Linked DNA regions of Mus musculus: region 2 is linked to region 1. A link is a contact called in public promoter capture Hi-C data. All regions are on one chromosome and are shown on one strand. The core of a region is the stretch at or near the end of the contact, and the rest is flanking DNA. Distances in the headings are between cores, read along the strand shown.

Region 1 (5,749 bases), core at 1,900-4,399:
GGGAGGCTGACTGGAGTTCACAACCAGCCTTGGCTTTGGGCTTCTCAATAAGTCGTAATCTGTATTATTAGTAAATATTCCTTCTCGCACTTCTCCTACTAATCTCCAAGTGCTTATGTATTATTCTTTAGGATTCCTGATGTCTAGAATGTGTCCTGGTATTGTACATGCTTTATATGGGATGGGATGGGATGGGATGGGATGGGATTAAGCAGAAGGGACAGAAATGAACTACTCTAGGAGTCAAGATAATATAGCTAGCTCATGTACTCTATCTGCACCAAGAATAGACAATCTTCATTAAGATGCCCACTCTAAGATTCTGTGACCAGCTGGGTCAAGATTTTCAGTGCCAGCCAACCAACATTAAAATCCAAAATGTGACATTATTTTCAAATTCTCTTTGTATCTAATAACACATATCATCTTTCTGAAATATCCAAAATATTTCTCAGCTCAATAATTTTAGGGTTATAAAGTGTTAGACTTATGACCTATATAACATTTCCCTGCTTATATTTAAGTCATTTTCATTCATGATTTGGTGCTAAGATAAGCTTAAAAACATTTTTAAAAATCCCTATAGTACAGTAGGAAAAACTTCAGAGTGAAAATTAAGAGAGTTCCAACACTGCATCAGAAACTGATGTCTGGAGCAGACAGGTTCTACAGTGCAGTGTCTTAAAAAGCAAAGACACGATTCTCATGTACATAAAGATGAGTTTGTGGCAATATACTTTGGTACTGCAATTACAAATATAGTGTGTTAAACTTTAAAAAATTACCTCAACTTGTCTGAATATAGAGCCTTTAAATTGTTGGAACACCCAATGTGTTTACACAAAGATGAAAACCTTTTTTTATAAACACAATGTTTCTACTGGAGAATGGCAGGCAAACTCAGAATAAGCACACAGAAGAATAAGGAGGAAGAAGCAAGAAAAACATAATTAATAACCTAATACCTTACAATGTTAACTTTCACATAAGTATATTGTTTCTGGATAAGGCAGTAGGTGGATGCCTGCCAAGGGCTAGAGTGACAGGTAAACACACGGCTAAGTTGAATCCTGTTATCTGATTGTGTTTAAATTCTGATTATAGTTCACTTGACAAAATAATTAATTATTGTGAACTTCCAATTGTTAACTAGGACCTAGAAGAATTCCAACTGGCATTTTTCCCTTGTGTTGTAAATTTAAATGCAGGAGAACTGAGCTGTGTATTTCCCGTTGACAGCTGTCATTTGTGGGGTGGGGTGGGGGGTAACTTTCTTACCTTGCTAAGAATGTAAATCACATCACCACGCTTAAAGGACAACTCATCAGACAGAGCTCCAGTGCAGTCCCACAGACCCTGGTAAAAATTAGCGTAATCAGTGCTTTTATCTCCTAGGAAAAAGAGAGAGAGACTTGGGGTTAAGGCTTGAATCAAAAGAAATTAAAGAACCATTTTAGATTGCCAAGAAAGAAGCCCTGGCCTGGATCATGGTACATCTTAGTGAACCTGCAACTACTCCTGAGCATGCTCATGAAGATTGTTTCAGAAGGTTTGGTTTTTCATGGCCCCCTCCACTTCTATCTGTAATCTATAACCTGTAGCAATTACATTCTCAAATAGCAAGGTGCTTCTGCTCATTTTTAATGGAAAGTCCTAAGCTCACTCGCTATGTGTTTAAAGAGCAACTGGTCTTACTGTACCATCAGAATATCTAAGGGACAGATTGGACATATCTGAAGTAACAATTTCATGGAGTTTAGAACACTTGATAAGAGCATAATAATAATAGCATACTTTAATACTCAAATATAAAGCATTTGTATCCAAAGTCTCTCAAAGTTGTCTCTAAAATACTTTTGCAGCTGTGAAATTGCTAATGCAGACTTTTGTTCGTCAGGTCTAGGACATTAGGCTCCCACAGTGGCGTTATCAGTTCATCCTTCTCCTGGCATAAGCACAATGGATGTGAAGTGCTCAAACTGCCATACACACCATTAACTGATTGATTATTTAGTGCTCGTCGCTCCGTAATACCACAGTAACTGGATAATGTATGCTTTGTCACTCACACAATGTGGCTCCTAAAACACAGCACACAGTTAAATACGCTGGATGCTTTTGTTACACAAGAGAACTGTTTCCTGTTTTTAATTTCGTGATAATTGAGTTCTGATGAGTTAAGGAAAAAAGACTGCAAGTTATATCAATAAGACACAAAATGCCCGTGTATTCACTAGCCAGGCGGAACACAGATGTGCTGACAGCTTCCATCGCTGCAATGTCAGCTTTGAATCCACGGGATAACGTGGACATGGATGCTGGATCAGGCTTGTCATCTCACTTTTAAACAAGAGGCGTCTTGGCAACCTCAATACAAACGGCCACATTAGTACAGTCAGCATAGTGTTGATCTCCACAAAGTATTAATTTATTAGGAGATTTAAATTCTCCTTAATGTCTTTAACATTTTTTAAAAAGGAGAATCTGAATAACATGGAATCTAAGTATTTGTGGGATGCACCGTTTCACTTAAATTTGTGAGAAAATAAACAAGGACTAGAAAATACAACCTAACAGAATCCTCTGTTAATTTTTATTTTTTAGGATGGAAAGAGAGGGACAATAGGAGCGGCATGATAGGATTGGGGGAGGGGAGGAGGAGGAGGAAGAAGGAGGGAGGAAGGGAGAGAGGGAGGGGGGAGAGGGAGGGAGGGAGAGGGAGAGAGAGAGAGAGAGAGAGACCGACCCTGTATTGGCCTCTCCACTGTAGTAGCACTTGGGCTCAGAGCACTAAAACCAGCAGGGGCATGTGCAAGCCCCAGAATCCAACCAGGAGCTAATAGTGCTTGTGGCCACCCCTATCACATCCTCCCCCAGCCCCCAGGCATATATTAAATACATTCTGTAAACAGACACTAGAGGGCACTCCAGCTGGCCAGATACCTCCAAGCATTGACCATTTCTTTCTTTCTTTTTTTTTTTTTTTAAAAATCACTTAATAATAAAGTGACTGATTTCCTTTAAAAACCACTTATTTAGACAAATAGAGATTTAGAATTGAAACATTCCTGTCAGATTAAATCAACTGCTAATTGGGTCAAATGTTGCACCCCATGTGGTCTCTCAGTGTCAGCTTGAAAGTCAAGGAGTTAGAGCAGACAGGATGACATCATCTCACACGTGAGGCCTGCCACACAGTTCTAGCCAAGTCAAAGAAGGTCTAAATAGCTAGTTTCCCCAGTAGCCCTTCCCCCACCCCCCAACTTGTTCCCCACGCTGCTCAGGCCTTAGGCTTGGTCCGAAGACGTGGAAGAAACAAACTTTGGCTGAAAAACTGAGGTCAAAGTTTTTGGTGGAGCTGTGGGATCCCAGGTCCCAGCTGTCCGGGCCCTCCTCTGGTTCAGACCTTCTCACAGTACTTTTCAATTAACATGTTTTTTGTTTGTTTTTTGTTTTGTTTTTTGTTTTTTTTTTTTTTAAGTAGGGGGAGGAAAGAAAGGACAAAAAACCCCAAGTATCCAGTGATTTTAAATACACATTCTTACCACTTTGGTTTCTCTTTCCCTGGATACACTTGGAGAGACTCCCATTAACACTAATGGGAGTTACAGGAGCAGCAAGGGGAGAGACCCCCACGGTGTACAAGATGCATCTCTCCCTAGATGTGCATCAGGGGCATTCCATTAAACCTCACTGCTGCAAGGAAGTCAGGGAAGAGCCAGGGATTCAGCAGAGCCGGGGAAAGACACATTTTCAACTGTGCCTCCTGTAATCTTGATGATGATGGAGTCCAAAAAATGACGGACGGTCGGTCCCATGGACAGTGAGCACCGCTGAGGAGCACTCTGTGTGCCATCTGTGCGTCTATGACTGGCGTTCTAAGTGAAGAGCGGGCATCTACAGTGAGGGGAAGGCCAGCAGTGTGTGTGCTAGCTGCCTCCCCGGAAAGCATGCCAGACAAAAAGAATCAGGAGTGATCTTATTTGTGGAAAGCAGGAAGCTCCTATAGCTTATCTCTAAAATGGAGTGGCTCTAAACACACATAGACAAAACTCATGTACAAAAACAGCTTTGAAAGCACAGAAGGCTCACAAACACTAGCAGTCTTTGCCTGTGCTCGGGGAGATAACCCACAGGACATGACTTTGCTTTGCTTTGTGGCACAGGGATAGCAGATGCAGAGCCTCGAGTAGGCTAGTCAGAATGCCTTCCTGCTGAGAACCATCCCTGGCCCCAAGAAAGGCAGGCATTCTGTAGACTATGGAACACTCACAAGCACAGATAATGTGGTTTCGCTGTCTTTACTCGGCATGTTAACACCATTCTATCTATACCACAGTCAATATTTTGAAAATTACACACAAAATGTCACCTTGCTATGTGTGCTGTCCTGAGGGGCATGAATTACTTTTGAAAGAAGGTTTAAAAAGGAAAGTTAGCTAGCCTTTGAAAAATGTACACAATGAGCTTTTAAATTTTTATAAAAATACATATTTGGCAAAGCTAACAGGATTGTTACCAAAGTACAAATTAAGCAAGTAACCGCCAGATAGTCCACAAACACAAGATTATAAAAGGCATGTTGACAATGAATGAAGCATGATGCCGACACCAGAGACCCTTTCCCTAAGTACTGCAAGCCTGAAAAGTGTTTTAGAAAGGACAGCAGATTTTTATATTGTTAAAAACATCAAGCGGGCCCATCTATATACCTATAAATATACATGACCTTTGTAAGATGAGTGAATGTGAAGCGACTTGTAGGAGACAAGATGAACTCAGCTTTACCTTTAGATTTTACATTGCAACACTGAGTCTCTTCCTGCAAAATTAGTCAATGTAAAAAATATACATCAAATTCTTGAGCGAGGTTAGAAGTTCACAAGATGAGATGCTAGGCAGAAAGCAACACTCTTGTCAGCTCAGTGCTCCTAGTGGCAAGCACAGAGTCCCTGACGGCTTGCTTTGCGAAGGCATTGAATGATGGCTTGAAAGAGCTCTGTGGCACAAGAGACAGACATTGCAGTATCTTGTGGCTATGGCATGAAAAGCTCATCAACTTACTGGATTCCTTTGAGAAAAACTCTTTTCCCCCTACCCTCAAAGGCAAACATTTGAGGCATGCTCACTTGTGCCTGTGGAAGGTCTATCTACTATCTGTTTCTACCCTCTCTACCTGCATAGACATTTTACAAAGAAACATGCATGCTCTTGGCAGAAGCATCATGATTCAGAACTTTAAAAACAGATACCTAATTTACTATCAAGCATAGAGTGCCTGGGCTTTGCTTGCTGCCATGTTTTACAACTCTATTTTATAGGGCAAGAGGGCTAACAACTAATGACTTTGTCTTGTTTCCTTTCTGTCAAGGAAAAAAAAAAAAGGCAAACCCAAACCTTCTACAGCAACCTGCTCCTGCCTTCCTGTCCAGGTCTAGAGTCAGGCCCGCTTCCTTCCCATATGTCACAGTAGGAAGGCCCCAGGAAAGCTACTTCCTGAACACGCACTGCTTGTCCACCCTGCTTCTGACAACTCAAAAGAGTGATGTATGGACATATCAGAGAGAGGAAGGTGACCCTAGCTCCAGCTCTTTACAGGACCTGGGGGTGACAGGGCAGACCTCACCCCAGCTGACATATGGCTGTGAAGAGGTGTAAAGTTCTGATAAGAAGGCTGCCCATCTCTTCTTTCCCTGTAAAATAAATGCTGGTTTATCAAAGTTAACTTCATGTTTGTGCTACAGATAGT
Region 2 (5,749 bases), core at 1,482-3,981, 320 kb before region 1:
TTCTTCCTCCTTAGTGCTGGGATTAAAGGTGTGCACAACTATGCCTGGGTGTGTTTTTTGTTTGTTTGTTGTTTTGAGGGTCTCGCATTGTAACCTGGCTTGTCTGCCTCAGTTTCCCCAGTGCTAGGATGTGACATTTAAGGCAAACCACAGTGGGCATGTCTGTTGGTATGCATGGTGCATGTACTCTGTACAAACTGCATTGAGCTGTTTAAGTTGTTTTCTGAGGTCATTTTAGTGAGTTAAAGATATAAACAATTTACAAGTACTTGTGAAATACAAGGTTGAATTGCCTTTTATAGAATTTTTTGAAACGTGGTTTCATTCTGTAGCTCAGACTATCCTTAAACTCTGTGATCTTCTTGCCTCAGACTTCTAGGTGCTGGGATAACCACACCCAGCTTGGGCCCCATTCTTTTTCATGGCATTGCCATAGCTCATATTCCTATTGATAGTATTTAATTTTCATTCCTAATGATGCTTGTCAGTAGTGGATGTATCATCAAGTCTTTACTCTTAAAAGTTATTTTTACGTGTGTGGATTTTTGCCTGGATGTCTTTGCACCGTGTGTGTGCCTTGGTGCCCGAAGAGACCAGAAGAAGGTGTCAGGTCTCATGGAACTGGTGTTAGAGAACGTTGTGAGCCGCCATGGGGGTGCTGGGAATCAAACTTGGGTCCCCTGGAAGAGCAGCCAGTGCTCTTAACTACTGACCTGTCTGTCTCTCCAGCCCCACATCTTTAATTTGAAAGGGACGGCTATGTTATCTGGTCTCTTTGCATTTCTGTTACCAGGAAGGTTTAAGCATTTAAATCTACTTTAGAGTTTTTAAAAATTGCTAACTCTTGACTGTGATAGGAACCATATAGCATGGAACTTACCATCTGATGCACACACAGCTCAGTTGTGTGGTGTAGTGCACTCGTGGTGGGTGGCACACTCCTCAGCTCCTTTTTTCTCGGGCAGAACCGAAACTCTGTCTATTGAACAAGAGTGTGCCGTTTCCTCCTTGCTCCCTAGCCTCTGCCTTCTTCCTGAATGAACCTGACTAGGTTAAAAGCCCCCCTGGAGGGGGTTGGCTATAGCTCAGCTTGTAAAGTGCTTGCTATGCACACAGGAGGACCGGAGTTTGGATGCCCACCGCCCGTGTAAGAAGTCCGAGGTGCTGCCGTGTGTTTGTATCTCCAGTGCAGGGTGGGAGCGAAGGCAAGAGGCTCCTTGGAGCTCATTGGCTAGCCATTGTAGCCAGTTGGGGAGCACAAGGTTCAGTGAGGGGTTCTGTCTCTATAAAGATGACAGAGGAATTGAAGAAGACACTAGACATCAACCTCTGGCCTCTCCTTTCACACACATGTACATATGTGCTCACATCACACACACACACACACACACACACACACACCACCGCATATCAGTGGAATCATGAAGGCCTTGTCTTTTGTGACCAAGTTTTTCAGTTACCCTAATACCCGTAAAGTTCATCTGTGTGGCAGCCTGTGCCCATCGCTTCCGTGTGTGCCTGTTCCACATCTTGTTTATTGACTCATCCATCTATGGACACTTGAATCGCTTCTCCATCTTAGCCCTGTGAATCATTCTGCTATGAACGTGTATACTGTGATAGTTTGTCTATACTTGGCCTAGGGAGTGGCACTATTTGGAAGTGTGGCCTTGTAGGAGTAGGAAGTGTGTTATGTGGGCATAGGCTTTAAGATCCTCATCGTTGCTGTCTGTAAGCCAGTCTTCTCATAGCTGCCTTTGGAACAAGATGTAGAATTTTCAGCTGCACACTGCTATGCTCCTGCCTCGGTGATAATGGACTGAAGCTCTGAACCTGTAAGCCAGCCCCAATTAAATGTTGTCCTTTATAAGACTTGCCTTTGCCTTGGTCATGATTGCTCTTCATAGCAGTAAAACCTTAACTAAGACATGGATGAATATCTCTTTGAGACCCTATATTCACTTCTTCTTCTTTTTTTTCTCCCTTCAAGACAGGGTTTCTTTGTGTAGCCCTGGCTGTCCTGGAACTCACTCTGTAGACCAGGCTGGCCTTTAACTCAGAAATCCACCTGCCTCTGCCTTCCCAGGTGCTGGGATTAAAAGGTATTTGCCACCACTACCTGGTCCTACTTTCACTTCTTAAAAAAATTCATACCAAGGACCCGGAGGGATGGGTCAGTGGTTAAGAGCCACTGGTTGCTCTTCAGTAAATAGAACTGGGTTCGAGCCCCAGTGCCTATGATATGGATCACAAACATCTGTGACTCCAGTTCCATGGGATCTGACACCTTCTTCTGACATCTGTGGGCAGTTGGCAGGCATGCAGTGCACAGACATACATGCGGTTGGAAACACTCATATGCATATAACAAAATAATAAAAGATAAAATATATACTCAGAAGTGGAATTGCTATGTGTGGGGCTTCTATTTTCAAAAATATCATCATCATCATCATCATCACCACCACCACCACCATCATCATCAACAACTATTTAAACACTAGATGAGGGATGGGGGCGCACATGCCTAGCATGTGTAGGAGCCTGAGTTTGATTCCTTGTACCACACATTCAACTCTGAGAGATGTGAACTCCGATGAGCTGACATGATGAATTGGCAGACACAGTTGAAGGGCTGAAGGAAGAAACTTGTTGCAAGAGATAGGGACAAGGAGGAAGGAGAAGTGGACTGACTGCTTCCGTGTTGAGTTAGAGCAGGATGAGTTGGCTCGCCCTACCGCCTTGTGACTCATTGCTTTCAGTTTGAAAGCTCACTGATTGCTTGGCATGGGATAGGGGACTGCGTTCTGGTTTGATCAGTCGGTTGAGCCCAGTATGAGAACTCAGGCCAAATCAAAGGCTTTGTGTACATTTTATTTGAGTACCCTTTTGGTTTTAGTTTTATGTGTTGATTGTTGAAACCCTCGCTCACCTTTTTTACAGAAATATTTGCTGGTATAGATTTGCAGGGGCATTTCATGAATTGATCTGTTCATCATTCGTCACGAATAATGAATAATTTCTATTATTTGACTTGCCTATTTAAAGTTTTTGTAAACTTATTTTTTAAAAAGACTTATTTATTTGATGTATATGAGTACACCATTGCTCTCTTCAGACACACGAGAAAAGGGCATCAGATCCCATTACAGATGGTTGTGAGCCACCATGTGGTTGCTGGAAATTGAACTCAGGACCTCTGGAAGAGCAGTTGGTGCTCCTAACTGCTGAGCTGTCTTTCCTTTTTTTTTTTTTTTTTTTTTTTTTTTTTCGAGACAGGGTTTCTCTGTATAGCCCTGGCTGTCCTGGAACTTACTTTGTAGACCAAACTCAGAACTCAGAGATCTGCCTGCCTCTGCCTCTGCCTCTGCCTCCCTAGTGCCGGGATTAAAGGAGTGCACCACTCAGCCCAGCTCTTTTTTTCACTTTCTTTGATACTTTTGAGACCAACACAGGATGCTTATGGGTTCTGTCCCACAAGGCCCTTTCTGCTGCCTGGTGTTCTTTTTTTCCCCTGGATACTAAGATTCATACACGTAACTTTTCTCTTTCTTTCTTTCTTTCTTTCTTTCTTTCTTTCTTTCTTTCTTTCTTTCTTTCTTTCTTTCTCTCTCTCTCTCTCTCTCTCTCTCTCTCTCTCTCTCTCCCTCCCTCCCTCCCTCCCTCCCTCCCTCCCTCCCTCTCTCTCTCTCTCTCTCTCTCTCTCTCTCTCTTTTTCTTTTTTTTTTAATAAAGTAGCGTGTTGCTCAGTTTTCTATCATTGCTGACAACCTTACAGGCAGGGGGAATTGATTTTGGTCCATGCTTTCAGAGGTGTAGGTTGGTGATTGGCTATCTTGTTACTCGTAGGGTATGGGACAACAAATCGTAGCTGAATGTGCAGAAAGAGGAAAGCCTGGGGTCCCAGTGACTTCAAGGAAATGTCTTCAATGGTTGTTTCCTTACACCACTCTCCATCTCCTAAAGACCTACCACTTCTCGATAGCACAGACGGGGAGCCGGGCCTCGAACACGCGGGCAGCTATTTAAGAGTTAGACTATACCAGTGACCTTTCTGCAGGTGGAATCATAATGAGAAATGAGACATTTGACTGATTCCTCCCCTACGTACAGTTGTCTTCAGTATTAGGAGGCAGTGTGGCTGAGGGCTAGGATGGTGTATCCTGGAGGAGGCGTTGTCAAGGCAACATGGTAAGACAGAGTGGGGAATACTAGAAAGGTCTGTTGGTACCCCTCTGTTCCCAGGTGTGGGCATTCGCTCTTGGTACCTGGCCCCATGTCCACAGGGGAGATGTGGACAAGGTGGACAAGGGTTTGTTGGGACAATTTTCATTCCTAGTCTTCCTCCCGCCTCCCACTGTGCTCCCCCCACCGCAGGGGATCTGCCTGTTTCTGCCTCCCCAGAACTGGAATTGCAAATGCATGCCACCATACCTGGATTTTTATACGGGTGCTAGGGGTCTAACTGAGGGCTTCAGGCTTCTATAGCAAGCACTTTCCTGACTAAGCTATCACCCATATTTCTCTTAATCAGCCAATAAAAGAGTTAAAAACTTGTTTCCTTAACAATAAAACCCATTACTCTCTCCCTGTGTCTTAGGAAGGCCCTGGCCACTCCGAGCTTAGGGATGAACCCACCCTTTCTTCCCTTGTGGGTGGGTAGAGCTGGGGCTGGGATGACGACCTCATGTCTGACCCATTTATCTCTGCTGTGCTGTCCTGGAGCCAGAGCCAGCAGTGGAGCAGGGAGACAGACGGGCTTGAGTTGAAATGACACTTGCGGTCTTTCCTTCGTTTCAAGACCGTGGGCAAGTGTAATTCCCCGGCTACATGCTGTGAGCATGTCAGGTCCTCACAGGGTGGGAAGACACATAAAGTCCCACAGTTCTGCTCTGTTGGAGAGATGCAGTAGAACAGGAAACTGGGACAATAGAATGTGTGTGTGTGTGAATATAAATTATATAAGTATTATAAGATATATATAAGATTTACAGTAATAACCATTTGTAAGTATACAAATTATCTGTTGAGATTCAGTTGCTCATAGACAATGCATAACCAGTCTCCAGAATTCTTTAACTTGTCAACTGAAACTGCCATTGAACAATAATACTCCGATGCTGCACCCCTTCCCAAAGAACCCCACCATTTTGCGCCTGACTGTGACAACTGTAGGTGTCTCTGCATATTTGTATTTGCTGATGGTCCTTTCCCCCTTAGCATAATGGCCTCCAGGTTTACCTGTGGTGCGTGTCCCTCCAGTCTTGTCACACTGTTCGTTCTTTCATGTCATTCCCATGTTGGAATTGTGTAGCAATCTCACGAGCTGAGTCTGCTTTGCACTCTGCTCCTCTGGGTCAGCCCAAGGTCTCTTATTGTTGAATGAGTGTTTGGGCAAATGTTCAAGTCCCCACATTCCCAGTTGTACCCCAGGTCATGGTTCTGGTTCACCCCACATAGATCCCTTCAGCTTGCATGTTGCATTGCTACACGTGTGGTCCTTCAAACCAGAGAAATGCATTCTTAGACAATTCTGGAGACCAGAAGTTCAAAGCTGAGGTCTGAGCAGGATGCTCCTCCCTCTAGAAGTTTAGGAGGGGATCCTTTCTTGCCTCCTCCCACTGAGTCTCACTCTGTAGTCCAGGCTGGCCTAGAACTCATGATAATCCTAGTGTTTCAGCTTCCTGAGTACTGGGACTGGAGGCATGAGCCACCACGCCTGGCCCTCTTCTTTCTCTTATGAGGATAC

What was found. Capture Hi-C pulls out chosen DNA fragments and counts their contacts.
Region 2: a promoter capture Hi-C map of adipose tissue shows a contact between it and region 1. The contact joins two enhancer-like sites. A contact is called at or near these places in 1 of 115 datasets of contacts at active chromatin or transcription factors (embryonic stem cells) and 2 of 9 other capture datasets (adipose tissue and pancreatic islet).

Annotation. Positions count from the first base shown.
Region 1 is chr6:51,873,197-51,878,945 of GRCm38.p6, forward strand. Skap2 (src family associated phosphoprotein 2) reads right to left here. Exons shown (of 13, transcript NM_018773.2): 11 at 1,279-1,391. Among named protein-coding and RNA genes, the nearest start is that of Skap2, 140 kb to the right of the region's middle. Within about 2 kb of position 3,150, at least 61 of the 459 cell types and tissues checked have an H3K27ac peak or open chromatin away from gene starts, as enhancers often do. A contact at or near this core is called in adipose tissue, where this site is marked.
Region 2 is chr6:51,555,805-51,561,553 of GRCm38.p6, forward strand. All of the region lies in intron 1 of Snx10 (sorting nexin 10), which reads left to right. Among named protein-coding and RNA genes, the nearest start is that of Snx10, 35 kb to the left of the region's middle. Within about 2 kb of position 2,732, at least 72 of the 459 cell types and tissues checked have an H3K27ac peak or open chromatin away from gene starts, as enhancers often do. A contact at or near this core is called in adipose tissue, where this site is marked.